Regions from separate parts of the Triticum aestivum genome. Here region 1 is linked to region 2. A link is a contact called in public Hi-C data. All regions are on one chromosome and are shown on one strand. The core of a region is the stretch at or near the end of the contact, and the rest is flanking DNA. Distances in the headings are between cores, read along the strand shown.

Region 1 (6,283 bases), core at 1,470-3,969, 280 kb before region 2:
TAACAGAATAATATTCTATTACGCGTAACAGAATAGCCCAGCCCAAGTAGGAGGAATCCTACTTGGAGTCCCTCCCAAGCCGTCCCCCTGCCATATAGAACCGAGGGGAAGGAAAGAAGGGTGAGAGGGAAGGAAGTGAGAATCCTAATCCACACTTTCCTTTCCCTTCTCCCCTTTCCTTCCCCTCCTTAGGCTGGCCCATATAGGGGGCGCACCAGACCCTTGTGGCTGGTGTGTTTCCCCTCTTGGCCCATAAGGCCCATATCTTTTGCCAGGGGTGCCCGGAACCCCTTCAAGTGACCCGATAAGTACCCGATACCCCTCGAAACACTTCCGTGTCCGAATACTATCATCCTATATATCAATCTTTACCTCTCGACCATTTGAAGACTCCTCGTCATGTCCGTGATCTCATCCAGGGCTCCGAACAACATTCGGTCACCAAATCACATAACTCGGTATCTTCATACCTAGTTCAATCTCGTTACCAGCAAGTCTCTTTACTCGTTCCGTAATACATCACCTCATGACCAACTCCTTAATCGTTTCCTTACAAGCTTATGATGTATATTACCGAGAGGGCCCAGAGATACCTCTCCGATACTCGGAGTGACAAATCCTAATCTCGATCTATGCCAACTCAACAAACACCTTTAGAGATACCTTTAGAGCATCTTTATAATCACCCAGTTACATTGTGACGTTTGATAGCACACAAGCTATTCCTCCGGTATCCGGGAGTTGCATAATCTCATAGTCAAAGGAATATGTATTTGACATGAAGAAAGCAATAGCAATAAAACTGAACGATCATTATGCTAAGCTAACGGATGGATCTTGTCCATCACATCATTCTCCTAATGATGTGATCCCGTTATCAAATGACAACTCATGTTCATGGTTAGGAAACCTTAACCATCTTTGATCAACGAGCTAGTCTAGTAGAGGCTCACTAGGACACGGTGTTTGTTTATGTATTCACACATGTTAAGGTTTTCGATCAATACAATTCTAGTATGAATAATAAACCTTTATCATGAATAAGGAAATATAAAATAACAACTTTATTATTGCCTCTAGGACATATTTCCTTCATGAAAAGAATACACTCGGTGACTCCGAACGCACAAAGGTGAATTTTCCACAAAAGCTTGGAGGACCCGATGGAAGTAACTCAAAGATTTTGAATGAAACTTATGGTTTTTGGATAGAACATAGATTACAACCCGAAGGCTCTGACCACACAACATTCGGAGGCTTTGAACTATACTATAATCCTGGGATTTTGCTACTATATGATCTCACAATGTCCAGATGAAACTCACTCAGGTGTTTGTACGAAACTTTTAGTCCAAACTTTAATTGGCTCGGAGGTATTGGACAGATGACACTCACGGCTACTGGACAAAAGGAGCAATGTTGCACGTACGAAAGCTTACATGAGGCTTTTAAGTAAAAGCTGATGTGGAGGTGGGTAATTGGGCTAGGATAGCAGATGGGGCCCACCCCGGTTAAATTAGGGGGGAGGAGGGAATGTATGGAAGGTTAAGTAAACTTACGTAGGACTTTTAGTAGGTGTAGGATTATTGGGACACAAGTCACCTAGAGGTACCGAACATGAGTAGAAAGTTTTTGTACCATCTCGGATATACGAGACACCTTGCTTGGAGGATCCGAAGTGCACAAAGTGCAACTAACTAACTCTCTAGATTGCTTCAGAGGCTCCGGATGGAATCAACTTGGACGTTCCGAACAAATGAATGTGAAGAGAGTTAGGACTTGGAATAATGAGAAATTTTGATGGGTTTTGGAGACTGAACTTTGATCACATAGCAAGAAGTACTTCTCACAAGACCCAAGACCCCCTTTCATAGTATCGGCATACCTATGACTCGAAGTGATCATGCCAAAGCTTGATCCTTCGATTCGAGGGTTCACGAACCATCTTCCAAACTCAATATCTTTTGGGACTATAGCTGATCAACATATGAGAAATTGTTAGTCCCTTTATTCAATCTTGTTGTCATGATTCATCAAAACCCACTATGGGGTCCTAGATGCACTTACAGCTTGACTACTTACATGACCACCATGATTGCTTTTTTTTCCACTCAATTGCGTAAATAAATAATGGTGGTTGAGGGCATGTAAACATGTATACGACTCGAAGTGATCATGCCAAAGCTTGATCCTTAGGTTTCGAGGGGTCACGGACCATCCTCCAAACTCAACAACTTTTGGGACTATACACTATAGCTGATCGACACTTTGAGAAATTTTAGTCCCTTTATTTAGTCTTGTTGTCATAAATCATCAAAACCCACTATGGGGGCCGTGATGCACTTACAACTTGACTACTTCCACGGCCGCAATTGCTTATCTTAAGGCTAAGCAAGATTTTTCCACCAAATTGTGCAAATAAATAATGATATGTTTGAGGGCATGTAAACATCCATGCCGAAATTTATCTAGCATCCAAACCTCTCTATCTGAAGTTCTGTTCAGGTATGCGCCTATGCGGACGGTCAGGGACTACAACAAACTCACCAACATTCTCACACCTATCGCATTTGCATGCAAAACAAAGATCAAGCAAGCACGCACCGTGGAACCAGCTCACAAGCATTGCATTTCCATGGCCGGTTCCCAGCCGAAGCACCAGCTCCCCCGCCAGCCCGCCCACCAAACAAGTCAGATCCTCTAGAACCGTCAAGCACTATAAATACCCAAGGCATGGCACATCACCGCCGCACCACAAGAGCAACCATCCACATCCACGAGACACACACAGCACAGCATCGGCGTAAAGGGAACACCAGCAAGATGTCTCAGCTCGCCCGCGCCAGCCTGACTGCGATGGCGATGCTCCTTCTCCTTGCCGCTGCTGCGGCGGCGGCGGGGCCGGCGGCCGGCGGCGCGGCTGTGGCGGACCCAGCAGGCTGCCAGGACGACGTTGTGGCGCTCAACGAGGCCTGCTACAAGTACGTGCAGAAGGGCGCGCCGACGGTGCCGCCGTCGCAGGAGTGCTGCGACGCCGTGAAGAGCGTGGACGTGCCCTGCGTCTGCAGCTACCTGGGCAGCCCCGGCGTGAGGGACAACATCAGCATGGAGAAGGTGTTCTACGTCTCCCAGCAGTGCGGCGTCAGCATCCCTGGGAACTGCGGAGGTGAGCTAGCTGCTGCTTCACTTGGTTAACTAACAGCCTGCACATGAATGAACTGAGACTGAGATGCTTACCCCACCAGAGTGCTAGTACATTCAAACCTAAGAGAAATACGTAGATGTACTGGGTTTATTAGTCATCGATGCCGTTCGAGCTCATTATTGTAAATAATAATTGAGCTGGTTATGTTTTGGGTTTACTATTACAGGATCGAAGGTCTGAAGCAAGAACAGGCCGGCTGAATGGCAAGCTTGGATAATGTAAGCAGCGCAGTTAGCGCTGCTGAAATAAATAAGACGTCCTGGTCAACTTATAGGTGACGATGCCGGAGCACAGGGAATGTATTGCCATTCAGTTGCTGGAATTATTTACAGTATTGTACTTTGACTACGTTGCAACCTGTTGCAAGATGTATTGCCATTCAGTTGCTAAAATTATTATACTTTGACTACGTTGCAACTTCCCTGATAGTATTATCTAATCTTGAGCAGTGAAGATATTCTGGATGACTGAACTGAAACCAATCACGTGTGCAGATTCATCAAAACAATTTACACCTGCTTGTGCAAAACAAACATGCAAGGCCATATATGCAAGTCCATATGCATGGATGAATAGATGCACACAGCCTACTTGGCTGCAGTTAAACTAAACCGCATACAAACATATACATACACAAAAGACAAAATGGCACTAGCAATCCCCAATCTCTCCCCTTTTAAGCAGTAGTAGTACATCTTAGCAAGTAATTACATCACAACTCAGTGGTTCATGGGCGGCCTGGAAAAGAAGCAGCCCCCCAGTGGAAGAACTATACAACTCGCCCTCCACGAATCACATACTCATCCAGCCCAAAACACTGGACTCCGCAGCAGCAGCACTCACAAACCTCTCTAGGACTAGCGCCGGCGTGTAAAATGCCGGCGCGTCTACACCATCACCATCATCATCAGACACCATAAGAAACTCACGAGAACTTGGAGGTGTTGAGCCTGCCCCACCACTTCCGCTTGGCCGAGTTGGGGGAGGACTCGTTGCCGCCGCCGCCGCCGCCGCTCGCGAGCTTGTTCAGGATCACCTTGGTCTCCCTGATGCGGGAGCCGAAGTCCTTCTTCCACGAGTCGAAGTTCTGCTTCAGCCTGCGGAGCTCCACGTCCGGGTTCAGGCTCGCGTCCGCCTGCCCGGACTTGACCTCCACCAGGAACTTGGCGTCGTCGGCGAACACCTGGCTCCGCTGCTCAAGCTCCTCCGCCAACCGCCCGATGACGCTCATGCTGGCGTTCATCTCGCGCCCGGTGATCCGCGGCGCCGCCGCCAGCTGCTGGGAGGAGCCCCCACCGACGTGGTTCCCGTTGCTCTCCCAGCTCTGCTCCACGGACGAGTCGGACATCCGAGGCGTCTCGTCCAGGGCCAGGCTCTTCTTGGCCACCGACAGGCTCGACTGCAGCGACCGCATCTGCTTCTGCCACATCTCCTCCATCGCCTTCATTTTCTGCTCGTATTCTAGCCACCGGTTCTCGTATTGCTGGAGCCGCTGGTGTAGCATCTCGTTCTCCTCGTCCTTCTCTCGAACTGTCGCCTCGGCACGAAGGATTCGCCGTTGTAGCTCGGCCAGGAAAGACGCCTTGATCAAGATTTGGTCGCCGTCTGCCTCCTGAAATAATTTAATTCATGGGTTTAAGCGCGAGCAGATAGTGTAAACAAATTTTCTGCAGTTCCAAATGAGAAACATTACTAGCATGGACATCATATTTTAGATAGCATAGAAACAGATATGCTGTGTACCTTTTTCGACTCGAATTCTCTCAACACGTTCAGTAGATCGACATTGCCGGCGCATCTTCTAACAAGGCAGCCGCGGATACCTTCATATTATGCGAAGACAATAGGGAACCAGAAATAGTGAGTCATACTGCCACTTCTATCTTTGCAGAGTCTGACGAGAATGAGGAAAATCTTCTTACCAGATTGTATAACCACTGAAGCCTTCCGTATCTTGATGAAGTATCTTCTTGCACGCCAGCCTCTTAGATTTTTCTGCACAAGAGTGGCTGCCCTATGTTTCCTCAACAGAGATGAATAACTTTGCCTTGCATTCTCAGCACGAATGACTGCAAGATGTGAAGAGCAACCAGCCCATACAGTAAGCATGAGCAGGAGAGAATGATACAGCAACAAGAAATACAGTAAAATGCATAAAGCAGCGGGGCTTGGATACCGTACATGATTGAAGAGCCAAAACTCCTCTGATTCGTTCACTTGCATGGCGCCGTGCTTGATACCCTCGGAAACAACTTTGAACCCTTAAAACACCATGCAGAGTACGATTCCGAGTATTCTCAAGGTTGCCAATCTTCAGTTCCCAAAAAAGAAGCAACACAAGATAGTGACTTAAAAGCTTAGTAGTAGATGAATGTATAGATAACCACTCAAACTTCAAAGACAGCATAATTATGAATTATAAATTTTAGAAAGCAACTTTAAACATGTGATGTCAATTCATATAAGTATCATAGGCCAACACCTCTACTTGAAAATATGTCAACCTGATATGCAATAAAGTACAGATGAACAAACACGGTGATACAGCATTTTCCAGAAATACATCGCTTCACAAGGAAAAGAAGGCAAGCCAAACTGACACTGCCGTGTACACTAGAAGAACGAGAAGCGCCAGTTGTCATTCACTAAACAAAACACCAGATGTAGTTCAAAAATTTGTGAACCGTGAGCCCTTGTGCTCTTGGCATGCTCTTTGGAAAGCATCCCTACCTTGATACCTGTTTGGTGCATTTTTCTTGTATATATATTTTATTGTTTTTTCTATTTATGAAACTTTGTTGTTTATAGATCAGTGCTGCCGTACTACCTGGATCTTTTGGATCCCAATTTCTGTGTATTTTTTACTCCTTACTTTAGTGTATGCTTAGTACGATTCATCCCGACTAGGACAGTAGAATATATAAATTTGGTATCTTACTGCCTCTACTAGCAAATCACTGAATGTACTTATTAATGGCCTTGCTAGACAACAGCAAATCAGTGCACTAGCAAATCACCAGCATATCAGCCGAATATCAAATTACTAAGCTGCCCTGTTGTGAAATATTGGGCAGTATA
Region 2 (6,689 bases), core at 3,331-5,830:
ACTCTCAATCATGGTCTCCACCTCAATAATTCTTCTCCAAACTCGCTTACCGCATACTCTGATGCAGACTGGGCTGGTTGTCCTGACACTCGAAGGTCCACTTCCGGTTTTTGTGTTTTTCTTGGTAACAATTTGATTTCTTGGTCTTCGAAAAGACAGGTTACAGTCTCACGTTCGTCGGCCGAGGCTGAGTATCGCGCTGTGGCACATGCCGTTGCAGATACAATCTGGATTCGGCAGTTACTCTCCGAGCTACACAGGCCTATTGAGTAGGCCACTATTGTCTACTGTGACAACATATCAGCAGTCTACATGACCAGCAATCCAGTTCAACACCGACGCACAAAGCATATTGAGATTTATATTCATTTTGTTCGTGAAAAGGTTGCTCTTGGTCAGGTTCGGGTGCTTCATGTTCCCTCTACGGCTCAGTTTGCTGACATTTTCACCAAGGCACTGCCTACTAAGCCGTTTCAAGATATCTGTTTCAGTCTCAACGTCGTCGAGCCTGCCGTTGATACTGCGGGGGATGTTAGAGTAGTCATTATGGTATACGACTTCTAGTCCAAGTCAGTTTTGTACCCCTACCCCAAGTCGGTTTGTACCCTCTTATATACTCTTGTATGCCACACCAAATCATCAATAAGCAACAGTTTTATTCAGCTTTCACTTCTGGTAGTTTCTCATAGGCACATGCCGATCTTGTTAAGTGGCGCTCCATCTGTTCAACGACAAAACACGTCTTAGGTCCTAATGAGGTCTCAAGGTTGCAACTTTGATCGTCACTTTTCGTATCAATATGTTGGTGAAAATATTTAATGAGATATTGTAAACAAATACTCCCTCTGTATCAAAGTATAAAATGTTTTCTGACACTATCATTGTTTTATAAAAAGTCTTATACTTTGATAAGGAGGGAGTATAATTTAAATGAAAAACTTAGTGATATTACTTTTCACATTGCCAGTCTAAATAATTCTACGAAGGATGATGGTCAAGGTTAACTACGTCATCTGTTTTATGACATGTCATTTACACCTCGTATTTTTGAAAGGGGTAATAAATTACTCCTATTTGTCAAATCTCTAAAACATCCTATATTAATTTACAGAGGGAGTATTTTCGACACTGGCATGATGTCTAACATACACATTTTGATGGTTAATTCGCAAAAAAAAAAATTGATGGTTACTTTTTAGTGCAGTGTTTTTTTTTTGCAAAAATTCCACCGATCTATTGATGATGAGCAATAGCAGTACAAAGATTCCGAAAAGTAAAAATTACAACCAGGTTCATGGACCCCCTCCCCTAGCGACGACTACAAACACTGAATGAGCTGAAGGCACGCCGACGTCATCACCCATCCTTCACCATAGTCGGGCCAAAACTTGTTGCAGCTGACAATCAGGAAGTCATCATGCTAAGGCTCCAAAGGACCAATGCACCAGTCCAACATTCAGCACTAAAGAAGATAAAATGTAGATCGGAAAGACCATACCTGTAAAGATACCAATGACCGCGAGCGCCAACCGAATCCAAAAGGATCCGTTGGAGACCAACGCCGACTACACATCTACACGTGCCCTCTGTCGGAGCTAGGCGCACCACCGGGCCGCGGACAAGACGGGAAGGACATTACTCTGACTCTGGAACGCCACCGCTGTCTCGCTGCCCCGAGTAAGACACCAAAAATACCTCCAAGATCTATCAACAACCTTAGGAATAAGGACATTCCCATCAAAGACGGGCCTTGACAAGGTATGATCCTAAGCATCATTGCCACCGTAGCTACGATCAAGTGCCGAAGAACTCGGCAAGCCTAACTGAGGAAAACGGTATATCCGCAGGCCGAAAGACGGTGGAAGTATCTCCTATGTGATATCAAAACATGTATGGTGATTCGTGATGACCAAATCCGACCGCGACTAGGGAAACAGCGGTCGGATTCATGTAGCGGTCGGATTTGGTCATCATGAATCACCATAACGACCACGACTAGAGAGAAAGAAAAGCGTTGACCAGAAAAAGGAAACATGAAAAGCACATGATTGAAATGTCATGACATCTTGAATCGTAAAGCAAAACGATGGGAAGAACCTTTGGACGATCCGCAAAGAAAAATTATATAATTTCTAAGATTGTGTGTTACATGATTAGGAAGAGAATCCAGAGAGAAAGACATAAGATGCACTGGGACTTTAAAGAAAAATCCATTTGGCCAGACCTCATGTTTGGATTCCTCCCAAATCAGGGCCTCTATAGTTCATAGGAGAAGTGGAGGAAAATATAAGTATGTGTTTTCCCCTTTGGTACTACCATTCCTCAATTTGATTCAAAGTAATGGAGTAAATGAACAAGGAGGAAACATTTCTTTGATTACAGTTTTAAAGAAAAACGCGAGAATTTTACGATCTACTCCGACCTCCTTTAGTAATTCGTACATAAAGGTCTAATAATATCCTAATTATATATTTTCATATGATTTGACTTTACTTTGATTGTGCTTATTAAGATCAACATGCTTTCCTATTTCTGTGGACCAAATACCCAAGTCTCAAGATTCCCGCATTTTACAATCCTTTTTTTGTGCACGCACTCTTATTATATTCTTGTCTTGTTTCTTCTCATGATCCTATACTCTTATGCAACGAGGTTTGCAATCCTACGATTAGGGATAGGAAGAAAATTTCCTTACGATTTTAATCCTCTACTCCCTCCAATCTATATTAATTATTATTGATTCAGTACAAAGTTATACTAGATCAGTGAAATCCAGAATCCGCTTAATGCAAGAGGCCCTCAATCTCAAGCATGCTCACATCTACCTATTCAGTTATCAAGCACACATCCTTTGTGATGATTGATGAACAAGGCAAGTGAGATGAATTTTCTTGTGGATTTCCTACGAAATTCTTGCGCTACGGACAGGGGTCTCGAAAATTTGAAACAACAAAATTGAGCAAAAGAACAAAGAAACGGCTACCACTCTTCATTTATTTAGAGGTTAAAATAACTTACATGTAGCGTTGATTCCTCACTCAACCATAATCTTACGTACATACGGATTTAATCTACATCGATCGAAGCTGCAGGACGCGGTGCATGACCAGAACAGTACTGCTTCAGTGTGCAACGTAGCTAGACAGCCATGGCCGGATCCTTCTACCTACGCAGTCCTTCCATCGTTCCATCTAGGCATGCAATGGCGGCAGTCATCTTTGTCTCTTGATGATGATGCTAGTAGGGCTAGCTAGCTGACCAACTTCTGTACAGTCTCCCTTCCGTGCGTGCATGGACACGTGCATCCATCCATCCTGTGGTGGATGGATTAGCACGTACGTACGCTACACGCGTGCATAGGCGATGTGCGATGCATGTCGTGCTGACCGGCCACTAGACGCGGATGGGAGCAGGGCGGCGGCGGTCGCGCTCCATGGCCTGCCGCTGCTCTGACTCCTGCCGCTGCATGCGCAGGTGCTCGTGCTGCCTCCGGATGAAGCTCTCGGCGCGGCGAAGGAGCTCGTCCTGCGCCATCCCCAGCACGTCCCTGGTGCGCCACCCCTGCCTCTCCGCCACCGGGGACGACGCCGCGGCCGGGTGCGGCGGGGAAGGCGGGACCATCGTGGCCGACTTACGCATCTCCCTCCGCGCGACCACGGCCTTGTCGGCCGCGCGCCGCATCCGCGGCAGCTCCTCGCCGCCCCACGTCTCGCTCTTCCGCACGGCCACCGGCCGCGCCGCGCCGCTCCTCACGATGGACTGCCACGCCGAGTCCATCGACACGTCGTCCACGCCAACGGCCTCGGTCGCGGCGGCAGAGGGCCTCGGCTTCTCCTCCTCGCTGCGTTCCTTCTTGGCCTCGGGCTTGGCCTCCGCCGCGGCGCCTCCCACCGTGGCCGTGCCCTCGCCGGCGAGCTTCTTCCGCACGCGGGGGCGGTCAACCGGCCTCTTGGCCGTTCTCGCTTCCCGCGGCCGGCTCGTCGAGACGGGCGCCGGCGGCGCGACGACGGCGTCAGGAGCGGCAGCAAAGACGTCGTGTTCCGAGGAAGGGAAGAGCATGCCGCCCATGGCAGCGGAAACGTCGCTGGCCGTGGACGAGAGTCCGGCCGCAACGGCGGTTCCGCGGTGGCAAAGGAGCCAGAGCGAGACGACGATGACCTGGGCGGCGATCCACAGGACGCAGGGAGGGGAGAAGAGGAAAACGGTGGGGAGAGGCGGGGCCGAGACGAAGGAGTTTGCGCCGGCCGTGGCCGCCAGGACGGCCACGACCACGGCGACCGCCGCCGCCTTGAGGAAGGAGCAGTTCATCTCGGGCAAGACCAGACTTGACTGCGAGAGGGGAGTGCAAGAGGGGGGGGAGCGATGGATGTGTGGGTCGAGTGCTTATATATAGCCGGGACGGGAGGAGGAGCCGAGGTTCTGACGGACTGACCCCTCTCAAAAGCATAAAGCGCACGCTAAAGATATTTTCATCTTGTCTTTAAACAAGATATTTTCATCTTCTCAGCCTCAACTGGTAGAGTAATTTCCGAAATAAATAAGTTCCGAGGAAAAGAACAAAAAAAGGAATATCCAATGTTGCACCCGGTGTGAATACGCCCCGCTCGTGCTACGACCGTTCTTAACTGAGTGGAACAAAGCTACAGCTTAACATATATAGTACTACTACTAACTTGAAAGTAACCCACATAATGCAGGTATTAAATGGTTTGATTAAGGAGGAAGAGAGAAGCAATGAGCAGGTTTAACCGCAGTTGATAGTAGGGTGCGGAGTCCGGTCGTCTCGCGAGGTCAGTCAATCAAACACCCATATACTATCAACTACTCCTAGTGCATAGTATGGTGGATGAATACAATATGCACGCATGCCGTGTTTTCGCTGTGAACCATTATTGAGTACTGAACCAGTCGTCGATCCCTTCCCCTTGTACAGAGCGAGTATAACTCTATTTTCTATAGACCATATATACGAAGAAATGGAAACAAGCAAGCATGCATGATTCAGCCAAGGGTGGAGCTGGAAAAAATAGGGCGCCATATATACATACGTCAGCTGCATGGCGATGTGTCAATACCCACCCACTTGGGTTTTGGTTTTGGTTTTGGTTGGTTGAGACCGCGCGCATTATCACTTCTTGTTTTTTGAGGTGGCGGCCTTGTCAATCAAGTACTAGTACTAGTGCTGTATGTATGATGGTTAACACAAGAGATACCCATGACTTATCCTAAAACAGAGGTGCCCATGACCTATTGGCCTTGGGTCTTCTTTAGCGCCAGCATCATGTACACCGTGTTATCGTATCACACTCTCACACACACCAAGGAAGAAAGCTACGTCCTAATTCCCTAAGTAAGTGCTAAGAAAAAGGCACTGAAACAAAGCGGCCATATACATACACCATACTAACACACTAAAGCAAATAGACTATGATGATCCAGTTCATCCAACCGTTTTTGGTATATTTTACCCCAAACAAGTTTTTGCTTCTATTTTAGTGTGTATTTATTTAGTTTAGTTAACAAAGCTGTTTCTAACGTGGTGGTCAAAACATTTGTGAAATAAGGACGAGGCAACAGCAAACTAAACTTCAGAAGTCGCAGCACGCTAACAGTAGCTTCATCAGAAGAATAACAGCGGGGGTTTATTCCACGGCACCTACCTTTTATGCACCCACGAACATGCCTTGTCCGATCCTACCTTTTATCAATCGGTCGGTCAGTCAGTCAATAGAGACCCAAGGCTGGAGCAGCAGCAAGCACACACCGAACAGACACTGCCTGCGTCGTCGTTGTCGTCATCGTCGTTGCTTGCTTATCTTAATCTTCTTATTGATAGCTTTGCAAGTCTAGGTCAGCTCGCTCGTTGCTTATCCGTATGCCGGCGCCGGTGGGGCCCGCCCGTGCTCCCCAAGCACCCACTACGCTGTCTATCTAAATCTATCTAGAAGAAAAAAGAAAGGAAATTAAAGCGCCATTCTCGAAGAAAAGCGCATGCAAACGCAATAGACATGTTCCTCCGAGGCTCCGACGAGACGTCGGCCTCGCCACGGGCCCGCAATCCATTGGTCGGAGCAGTTGAACGCACATGGCTCGACCCACCTCTCCCGCTAGCAGACGAGCCATGTCGCAATCCGTAATCCAGCGCCTTGATTTTGTGCCTCTGCTTTTGCTTTGCTTGCATGGATGTGCAGAAAGCCAGAGAGCAATAGTACTACTATAGTAGCAGCAGTAGGAGTATCCAACTAGACAGAGGCTCGGAACCTGGATGCTAAGCTGTTTTCTGCTGCTATGTGAGTTTGCTTACACAAGCAGCACCCATGCATACACTTTCTTCTTGCAAACGGGCTTGTCCTTTCGCAATGGGAAGTGTTTGTGGCCGGTGCGCCGGCCGAACCGTTACGCTGGTCTCACGCAAGCCGCGAGATGGATCGCAATCATGCGGCCAGAAACAGCTCACCCCTTTCCTTATCTGCAACACATCTCCTTCTTCCTTCTCCATCGCTCGCCTCCTCCGCCATAGCACCAGGCAGCTCCGAGCACTCCTCCCTTCACACCCCACAGCTGCACCTCCTCCATGGGGAGTGCTGCTCCCATGCGCCATGACCTGCGAGCTCAAGGTCAGGGGCGGCCATGGCTTACGAGCTCGGGGCGGACTGCGACTGGGGCTCCAACAAGCTGCTATGGACTGT

The links. Hi-C and Micro-C count contacts between places; a contact is called where the count stands out from the background.
Region 1: a Hi-C map of leaf shows a contact between it and region 2, with 4 times the contacts expected there. The contact joins the promoter of LOC123181145 here to the promoter of LOC123167743 in region 2. A contact is called at or near these places in 3 of 5 Hi-C or Micro-C datasets (all in leaf).

What each region holds. Positions count from the first base shown.
Region 1 is chr1D:228,357,620-228,363,902 of IWGSC CS RefSeq v2.1, reverse strand. LOC123181145 (putative lipid-transfer protein DIR1) reads left to right here and starts at 2,719. Exons shown (of 2, transcript XM_044593380.1): 1 at 2,719-3,166; 2 at 3,372-3,614. The coding sequence starts at 2,734. The coding sequence ends at 3,385. It overlaps LOC123181144 (myosin-1), which reads right to left. Exons shown (of 23, transcript XM_044593379.1): 20 at 5,387-5,516; 21 at 5,128-5,274; 22 at 4,949-5,028; 23 at 3,858-4,817. The coding sequence ends at 4,131.
Region 2 is chr1D:228,081,310-228,087,998 of IWGSC CS RefSeq v2.1, reverse strand. LOC123167743 reads right to left here and starts at 4,580. Exons shown (of 1, transcript XM_044585607.1): 1 at 2,956-4,580. The coding sequence starts at 4,308. The coding sequence ends at 3,394.